2 separate regions of the Mus musculus genome follow, and region 1 is linked to region 2. The links are chromatin contacts, called in public promoter capture Hi-C maps. All regions are on one chromosome and are shown on one strand. The core of a region is the stretch at or near the end of the contact, and the rest is flanking DNA. Distances in the headings are between cores, read along the strand shown. Region 1 overlaps Aco2 (aconitase 2, mitochondrial). Region 2 overlaps Zc3h7b (zinc finger CCCH type containing 7B).

Evidence for each region. Capture Hi-C pulls out chosen DNA fragments and counts their contacts.
Region 1: a promoter capture Hi-C map of liver shows a contact between it and region 2. The contact joins two enhancer-like sites. A contact is called at or near these places in 1 of 15 datasets of contacts at CTCF or cohesin (large pre-B cells), 24 of 484 Hi-C or Micro-C datasets (the Ba/F3 cell line, the G1E-ER4 cell line, LSK cells and 5 more), 6 of 115 datasets of contacts at active chromatin or transcription factors (embryonic stem cells and epiblast stem cells) and 4 of 9 other capture datasets (adipose tissue, embryonic stem cells, liver and 1 more).

What each region holds. Positions count from the first base shown.
Region 1 is chr15:81,897,330-81,900,811 of GRCm38.p6, forward strand. It overlaps Aco2 (aconitase 2, mitochondrial), which reads left to right. Exons shown (of 18, transcript NM_080633.2): 4 at 1,800-1,892. Among named protein-coding and RNA genes, the nearest start is that of Aco2, 27 kb to the left of the region's middle. Within about 2 kb of position 1,697, at least 18 of the 459 cell types and tissues checked have an H3K27ac peak or open chromatin away from gene starts, as enhancers often do. A contact at or near this core is called in liver, where this site is marked.
Region 2 is chr15:81,772,926-81,776,886 of GRCm38.p6, forward strand. Zc3h7b (zinc finger CCCH type containing 7B) reads left to right here. Exons shown (of 23, transcript NM_001081016.2): 7 at 361-417; 8 at 2,881-2,923; 9 at 3,353-3,546; 10 at 3,856-3,961. Among named protein-coding and RNA genes, the nearest start is that of Gm17597, 28 kb to the right of the region's middle. Within about 2 kb of position 1,721, at least 31 of the 459 cell types and tissues checked have an H3K27ac peak or open chromatin away from gene starts, as enhancers often do. A contact at or near this core is called in liver, where this site is marked.

The sequences.
Region 1 (3,482 bases), core at 447-2,946, 120 kb after region 2:
TCCGTTTGAGGCCAGCCTAGACTTTATGAGCCCTTGACCCTGTCTCATGCTGGATGGATGGATGCATGGATCGCCCCATCTTTACACTACCCTCCTTCTAAACAAACAAACAAACAAACATATTGAATGAGTGTTGAATATAAAATGGCCCTAAGACAACTAGAAACTTAACTTATACAATGAAAAGGGGTCTGCAAACTTGAGCCCTGTGGAAAGACAGACAATGAGGCAGGCAGAGAAAGACTGTTTCTGCTATCCAGAGTCATGGGTAGACCCTGCCTTAGTCTTGGTTTTCTGCTGTCCTAACAGGACATTAGAGATGAGGGAAGCTCTATGCTCTAGAAGTTCATTTTGTCTCTATTCTGAAGGATGGAAAGTCCAGGGCACCGGGCAGGAACCTTTGTGCTATCGTGGGTGGAAGGGCAAGCAAATGTGGGGAGCTGGGAAGACCAGGCAAGCCTGACTCCCATAATATGATGCCACTCCATAGTCACAGTGTTAATTTGCATTCGTGAGGGCAAAGTCTCTTAAAGCTCCTAATTCTCACTACTCTGTGGCTTACTTTCAACCCGAGTATCAGAGAGATGATGTGAAGATTTAGAAGGGGATCGATAGGTCAGTTCTGCATGTATTTATAATCTCTAGCTAGCCCAGAGACAAGTAGTGATCTGTCTAGCATCACACAGCCAGAGAAAGTGCCAGGCCATTTCAGTGTCATACCCACCCTCCTGCCATGTGTCCCAGTTTTGCAAGTAGCTGGTTTGTAAAAGACAAGGCCAATGTGTTAATTATTAATAAGGAAGGGGCCTCTCTGGTTACAACTTGCCTGTCATTCTTTCATCTGGGGAACCAAGTGGACTCTCAGAAGGATGAACTGGCTGGTTTGAGTTTAAATGAAATTGGTTTCAGGTTTTTTATCAAGTGTGGACCTGCTCCTCTTTTCAACACTAGAGTCTCCCATGGCACTGTTCCTCTTGTCACTCACTGGTCAGCCTCATGTGTCCACGGTCGTGCTTCATTTTATAAAGTTTGCCTTCAAATGCCAGGTGGAATGGGAATATTGGATCCCATCCTTTTCAGTTCAGTGTCTAACCAGGTAGGGCCTTAAACACAATAAACCCTGAAACTGAGCACCTACCCTTCTGAAAGGGTGGAATCTTACACCCTTTTCAGAGGCAACAGCTTTGGATTATGTCAGGATTCTCCAGGTCTGTAGTTGGACAGGCCTTACTGGAGCCTCTGGTTTTCCATATCTAAAGTCGATTTGACAGCAGTGGGCTGTGGGGCCGTTTACCACAATATTATTTGCAATCAATAAGTGTTAGCTGAGAGTCTAGACAGGTACCCACCACTCAGTGGAGAAGCAAAACTAAGATGTCCTCTTGGTCCCTTTGTTTCCCTTTGATAGTCCCCATCACCCTGTACCTTCATAGACATGGCATAGCCCTTTGTTTTTGGCCCTCACTAGAAAACTGAGTGCCAGACAAGCCCTTGGCAATTAGCCTACCCTATTACTTCTACAAGGAAACAGGCAGCGAGCAAGGCAGACTTGTTCCCAAATCACCACCCTGGCCAGGTGTCATAGCACCAGAGCAGTCTACTCCCCTGTCTTTCTCCCTGGGCTTGCCCACTGAATCCCCAGGCCAATGGCCAAGCCCACTGGATTATTTTTAGAAGCCCAGCAATAGAAGACTTGTCTTCACAGTACCAGCATGTCAGTGCCATGGCGGGCAGAGTACAGAGTATGAGATCATCACAGCTCAAGCTAATGCTCTGGTTATTGATTTGTTTTTTAATAGGACATAAACCAGGAAGTGTATAATTTCCTGGCAACTGCAGGTGCCAAGTATGGTGTGGGCTTCTGGAGGCCTGGATCTGGGATCATTCACCAGGTAATACACAGCTTAACTTCCCTTTATAAGGGCCCCAAGCCCAGGATGCACCCTGGGAACGGGGCAGCATGTTCCAGGCCTGCTGCTGACATGAGGCTTGGGAGAGCTGAGCAAGAGTTCTGGTGGCCATGTCATCCTGGGTAACGGGGGAGAGGTAGACAAGTGCGGTTTACAACATGCTGTAGACCATGTTTGGTGGAAGGGATAGAAGTTAGATTTGTTGATTCATGCCTGTAGTTCTTTATATGGTGTTGGGGAATCTTGGATGTACTACTGAGTTACATGGATTAAAATGTTTTTGTGTGTACTGTCTTTCTCATAAGCGTTAAGACCAGTTATTTATAGCGAGCTGATCCAGGGATGCAAAGCCCTGTTCTGACTTTCACAGGCACCAGGTACTCATGAGGTGTAGACAGATATAGGAACAAAATGTTCAGATACAGAAATCAATCTAAAAGTTTTTTGGTTTTTTTTTTTTGGTTTGTTTTGGTTTGGTTTGGTTTTTCCAGACAGGGTTTCTCTGTGTAGCCCTGGCTGTTCTGGAACTCACTCTGTAGACCAGGCTGGCCTTGAACTCAGAAATCCGCCTGCCTCTGCCTCCCGAGTGCTGGGATCAAAGGCGTGCACCACCACGCCTGGCTTTAAAGTATTTTTAAAATAAAAATAATTATAATTTTTTATGGTGCTGGAGTATTGAATGCATAGCAAGCACTATGCCAATTGAGCTATTTCCCATAAGAAATATAAAAATTATCAGGATATTAACTTACTAGTACTTACCATGACCTTGTGAAGTGAGGTTCTGTTATAACATACTTTGAATTATGATTAATATCCTCACCCAGTGAGAGCTCCTGGATAACTGTGCAGTAGGGATGTGGGCCTGCTCCACCATGATGCTCTGCTATTCCATGATGCTCTACCACCTGTATCAGTAGGGAGAGCACGTCCCATCCCTGCCCAGACCACTGCTTAGTTCCTGCACAGTGGAACTCTGCAGGATGGAAGTACTGAAAGGGAACACCAAACTGGTGTTTATTTCAGAAGATAATTCGGTCCATAAAGCCATGTTTAGTAGGCACACCTGTAATCCCAGCATTCAAGAGGCTGCAGCAAGAGGTTGTTGTGAGCTTGAGGGCATCCTAGGCTACAAAGCTGAGTTCTAAAGAGCCTGACCTACAATGTGAAACCCTTTCTCAAAGAGATGAAAGTCAGCCAGGCAGGGGAACACACACCTTTTGTCCCAAAATAGGGGGTGGGGGGCTGAGGCTGGTAGATCTTTGTGAGTTCAAGGCCAGACTGGACTACATATTAAGACCTTGACTCAAAAAAAAAAAAAAAAGTTGTTGCATGTGTGTGTATGAGGGAGGTACAGCCTTCCTTCCATTAAAGGCAACTGTTGAGGACTAGCCTGGTTCGTGTCTATTAGCCATCCTTCCTGTATGTGTGGGATCTGTTCTGCACTTCCAGGATGGCTCTTCTCCCTACTCCATCCCAGGCCTTGATACTGCTTCCTTCTAGAGGAGCTGAGCCAGGCTGACTGTGCTTAGGTCCCTGGCTATGCCCATCTCTGAAACCAGAGCCAAGAAT
Region 2 (3,961 bases), core at 471-2,970:
GGCTTGAGTTTCTCTGGCCCGACCTTAAACACATTAGTGCATGTTTCCACCCGTTTCCGCATCTGGAAGGCAGATAATTACACCCACCTCAGGAGCTCAAGGGAGGACTGAAACAAGAGAGTGTATGAGATGGTGCCTGGCAGATCGCAGGGATGGGTGTGTGTTCAGATCCTCTGCCCAGGTAACCCTTGAAAGATGGAAAAACAAAAACAAAAACAGTGTTACTCTGGAAGCCAGAGCCAGAGGCAGTGGTAGTCCTGGGGGGACGGGATGGACCACAGCTGATGTCAGGGTCTCTGTGTTGTCTTGGCTGATGTCCACAGTCTTAATCTCTGCCCACTTCTCCCCAATTTCTGGCAGGAATTGGAAACGTTTTCTCTGCTTAGTAATGGCGCTCCAGCTGGCTTAACAGATCAGGTAGGGAGGGGTCTGAGACTCCAAATGTTTCTCCAACTTTATACCAGCCTGTCTTCTTCATCTATTCCCAAGAGCTCTGGGGTCATTAGGGTGACCCCAAGCAGTAGACCACAAACCTTCCCATGTCTGGCACAAGGCCCCCCAGCCCCTGGCTACTCTTTACTGGTGCATCTAGCCACATCCACAAAGGCCAGGACTGGTCACAGTGATGGGGCTCCGTGAGGAGGCCAGTCGAAGTAGAGATGATAAGGCCAGGCTTGCCTCAGTCCAGGAAGCATCTGAGAACTCAGGAGCAGGCGCCAGGTAGTGTCTAGGCCTGCTCCTGGTGTCCTGTGGTGCCTACAGGAGAAATGGCACAGGGTACATGATACATGGTCACACATGGGCTTCCTTCAGCTGCTGCATTCCTCACGGGCTTCTCCAGCACAGGACTCGTTTTCTGGCCAGTTGGTCACTCTGTATGTGTGCCTAGAACTAGGTGGCCAGGGCTGTGCTCACACGCTGTTCTCAGTATTTACAAGGCACAGTAGCCCCGGAGCTTACAGTGCAAGACACCCTGAAGACTGTAAACTCGTGGTGCAGAGCAGTCTCACCCAGCTGGGGGGATAGCGTTAGCCAGGTAGACAAGCAACAGGATTCACAGGCCCGTAGTCAGGAGAGCAAGGGACATTCCTGAGGCCACTGGTAGAGTCAGTTCCTCCTCAGGGTTCAGGAGAGTTAGCTCTGAAGCCGCATGTGTGAGGGTCAGATCCTGAGAACACCCTTCTTGGCCTTTTATTGCTAAGTGGATGTTACTAGTAGGGTTCTGTGCAAGAGGACTGGGAGAGAGAAACATGGACAGAAAGGGTGGCAGGAGGGCTGGAAGCCACTTGTTCTGCAGGGCCTAGGCTGCACTGTCCTTAGAAGCATTCACTGGGGCCTCCTTTGTCTCCTCTCGCCACCCCCACACCCCAAGCACGTGTAGCCCTGGCTATCCTGGCTCCATCCAGCCTGTAGATCAGGCTGACCTAGAACCCAGAGACTGACCTGCCTCTGCCTCCCAAGTGCTGGGATTAAAGGTGTGGGCCATCATTGCCTGGACCCCCTCGCCTCCTTTCTGTATGTAAAAGCAGCTCTGTGACCATCCTGGTAGCCTTGGTCTATGCAACTTAGCTGTGATATACAAACACCGCACATGTTCACTGTGCCATCTGTGGACAGGCTCGGGGGTGGGGCTGAAAGAGCTCCTGGCTCCAAGGAGTGGACAGAACAGACAGGGTCAGGGCAGGCGTTAGACAGCCCTACTCTGACCTAGGAATTGCACTTTTGACCAATATTTGGGCCGTGGAACATCTCGTGGAGTGCTGGCCAAGCAGGGTCGGTGATGCGGGGCTGGATGGGTTGTGTTGCAATTGTTGCTACTGCTAACCTTCAAGCGGTGACTAACAGTGAGTGTCTGGGCCTTCTCCCAGTCTCCACAGAGACAAGAAGGACACAGGGTCAGCCTGGGCCTCGTAAGGATGATAAAGGCCCGGGGTCGGGGGGAGAGCACATTCTGGGTAGAGGAATGACTTCTGTCCCTTGTGGCTGGAACAAGGCAGAGGAGTTCATTGCAGGCCAACCTCCCGGCAGCACATGTTATTCACATGGTTAGTGCTGAGCATGCCAGGCACTCTGCTGAGGTGCCTCATCTCTGCCAGTTTCAGGCAGTGTGACTGCTGAATCCTTACTTTACACCCGAGGAAACAAGTCCAGATAGGTTGCCGACTTGGCCAGACCAAAGAGCAAGCTCCAGCATTTCCCATCCCAGACAGGGCTCTGACCCCAGTACTGTGCGGCTGCAGAGTACAGGCTCTCTGGAACAACCCCCCACCCCCGCACCCCAGGAGGAGCCGGCCAGGTTGCTGCCTGACCTGTGAATTCTGTTCTGTCTTTGCAATGGGGATGGACTTCCCACCTAAGATGACGTTCTCCTTGGAGGGAGATTAGCTTCCTGTGAGGCTGGGGGCTGAGCCGGGGAGGGGGGGGCACACATTCCTCTAAGAAACCATCTGTAGTGTGGAAGGCCTGGTAAAATCCTTGTCACTACCTTTAATCCCAGCAATTGGGAGGCAGAGGCAGGTGGATCTCCGAGTTCAAGGCCAGCCTTATCTATATAGTGAATTTCAGGGCACCCAGGGCTTTTGAGACCCTGTTTCAAAAACAAAACCAAAAGAGCCCAAAACCCTCTCTCGCCTCAGGGCATGGATAAGACTCTACCCTTTTCCAGGTACCTCAGAGGTGTACCCCTGCCCTGGGGCCATTGCTCCCCTGAAATGTACCTACCAAGCTAGTTTACCCCACCCCTGTCTCAGCCCACGCCTGCTCGGACCCTGGCTGAAAAGCCAGCCTACCTGTGATAGGCAGTCGTTCCCCAGTGAGTGGCCCTCAGTGTACCCTGGTGGAAATGTGAGGCCATTCCACCCTACATCTTTCCTCTCACAGGGAACTTCTAACGGATTGGGATCTATAGATGACATCGAAACAGGTATGTCTCAGCTGTGTGGGGTGAGACACCGGGAGGGCTTCCCTGAGGCAGGCCAGGAACGAGCACGGCTTCCTCCTCAGCTTGTCTCCGTCCTTCATTCATGCCTGTCCGTGTCGGACACCTTGTGTTAGAACCCTCACTTCCTACTTCCTTTTCTCTGCTCGAGTAATAAGTGCTTGAAGAAGGCACTGCTGGTCCCAGAGAAAGGTGACATTGGTGGGTATTTGAGGAGTGCCAAGGCAATCAGAACCCTTCCACAGCTTCAGGCTGTCTTTCCTCCTTGACTACCTCTGAGCCATTGCCCCTGGGGCAGGGAATAGGGAACCCAGATCCTTGTGGAATGGGAAGAAGGGAAGGCGTTAGCTTAGTGACTGGGCAACACCCCCACCACACGGGCTCCTTTCAGCTCTGAGCTCACTCCCTCCACAGACTGCTACGTGGATCTCCGAGGCTCCCCAGCCCTGCTCCCCTCCACTCCCACGATGCCCCTGTTCCCTCATGTTCTGGACCTCCTGGCCCCACTGGATGGCAGCAGCAGGACACTCCCCGGCACCGAGGGCCTAGATGACTTCTCAGATGGGGATGTGTTTGGTCCAGAACTGGACACCCTCCTGGACTCTCTGGTGAGCCATGCTGCCGACTTCTTGTTCTGTCCCTTGAAGCCCCTCACTTAGAACCCCACAGTCTCATGAAGAGGCAAGGGGAGGGCGCCGTCTTCACGTCTCAGTTGGGAGAATGGGTGGCCCTGGGATGGAGGGTCTTGCTGGAGCCTACAGAGCAGATCCCAGAGAGATCAAGCAGAGCCCCACTTCCTCTTCATGAGCAGTCACTGTCAGGCTCTGGAGGAGTAACTGCTTCCTGGAATGTCATACCCACACGGGGTTGGGTGGTTATGTTCTCGTCTGACCCCTGGCTCTGTCCCCACTTTGCAGTCTCTGGTCCAGGGTGGCCTGCCTGGCAGTGGTATGCCTAGTGAGCTGCCTCAGCTGATCCCCGTGTTTCCTGGTGGGACCCCACTCTTGCCACCTGTGGTGGGTG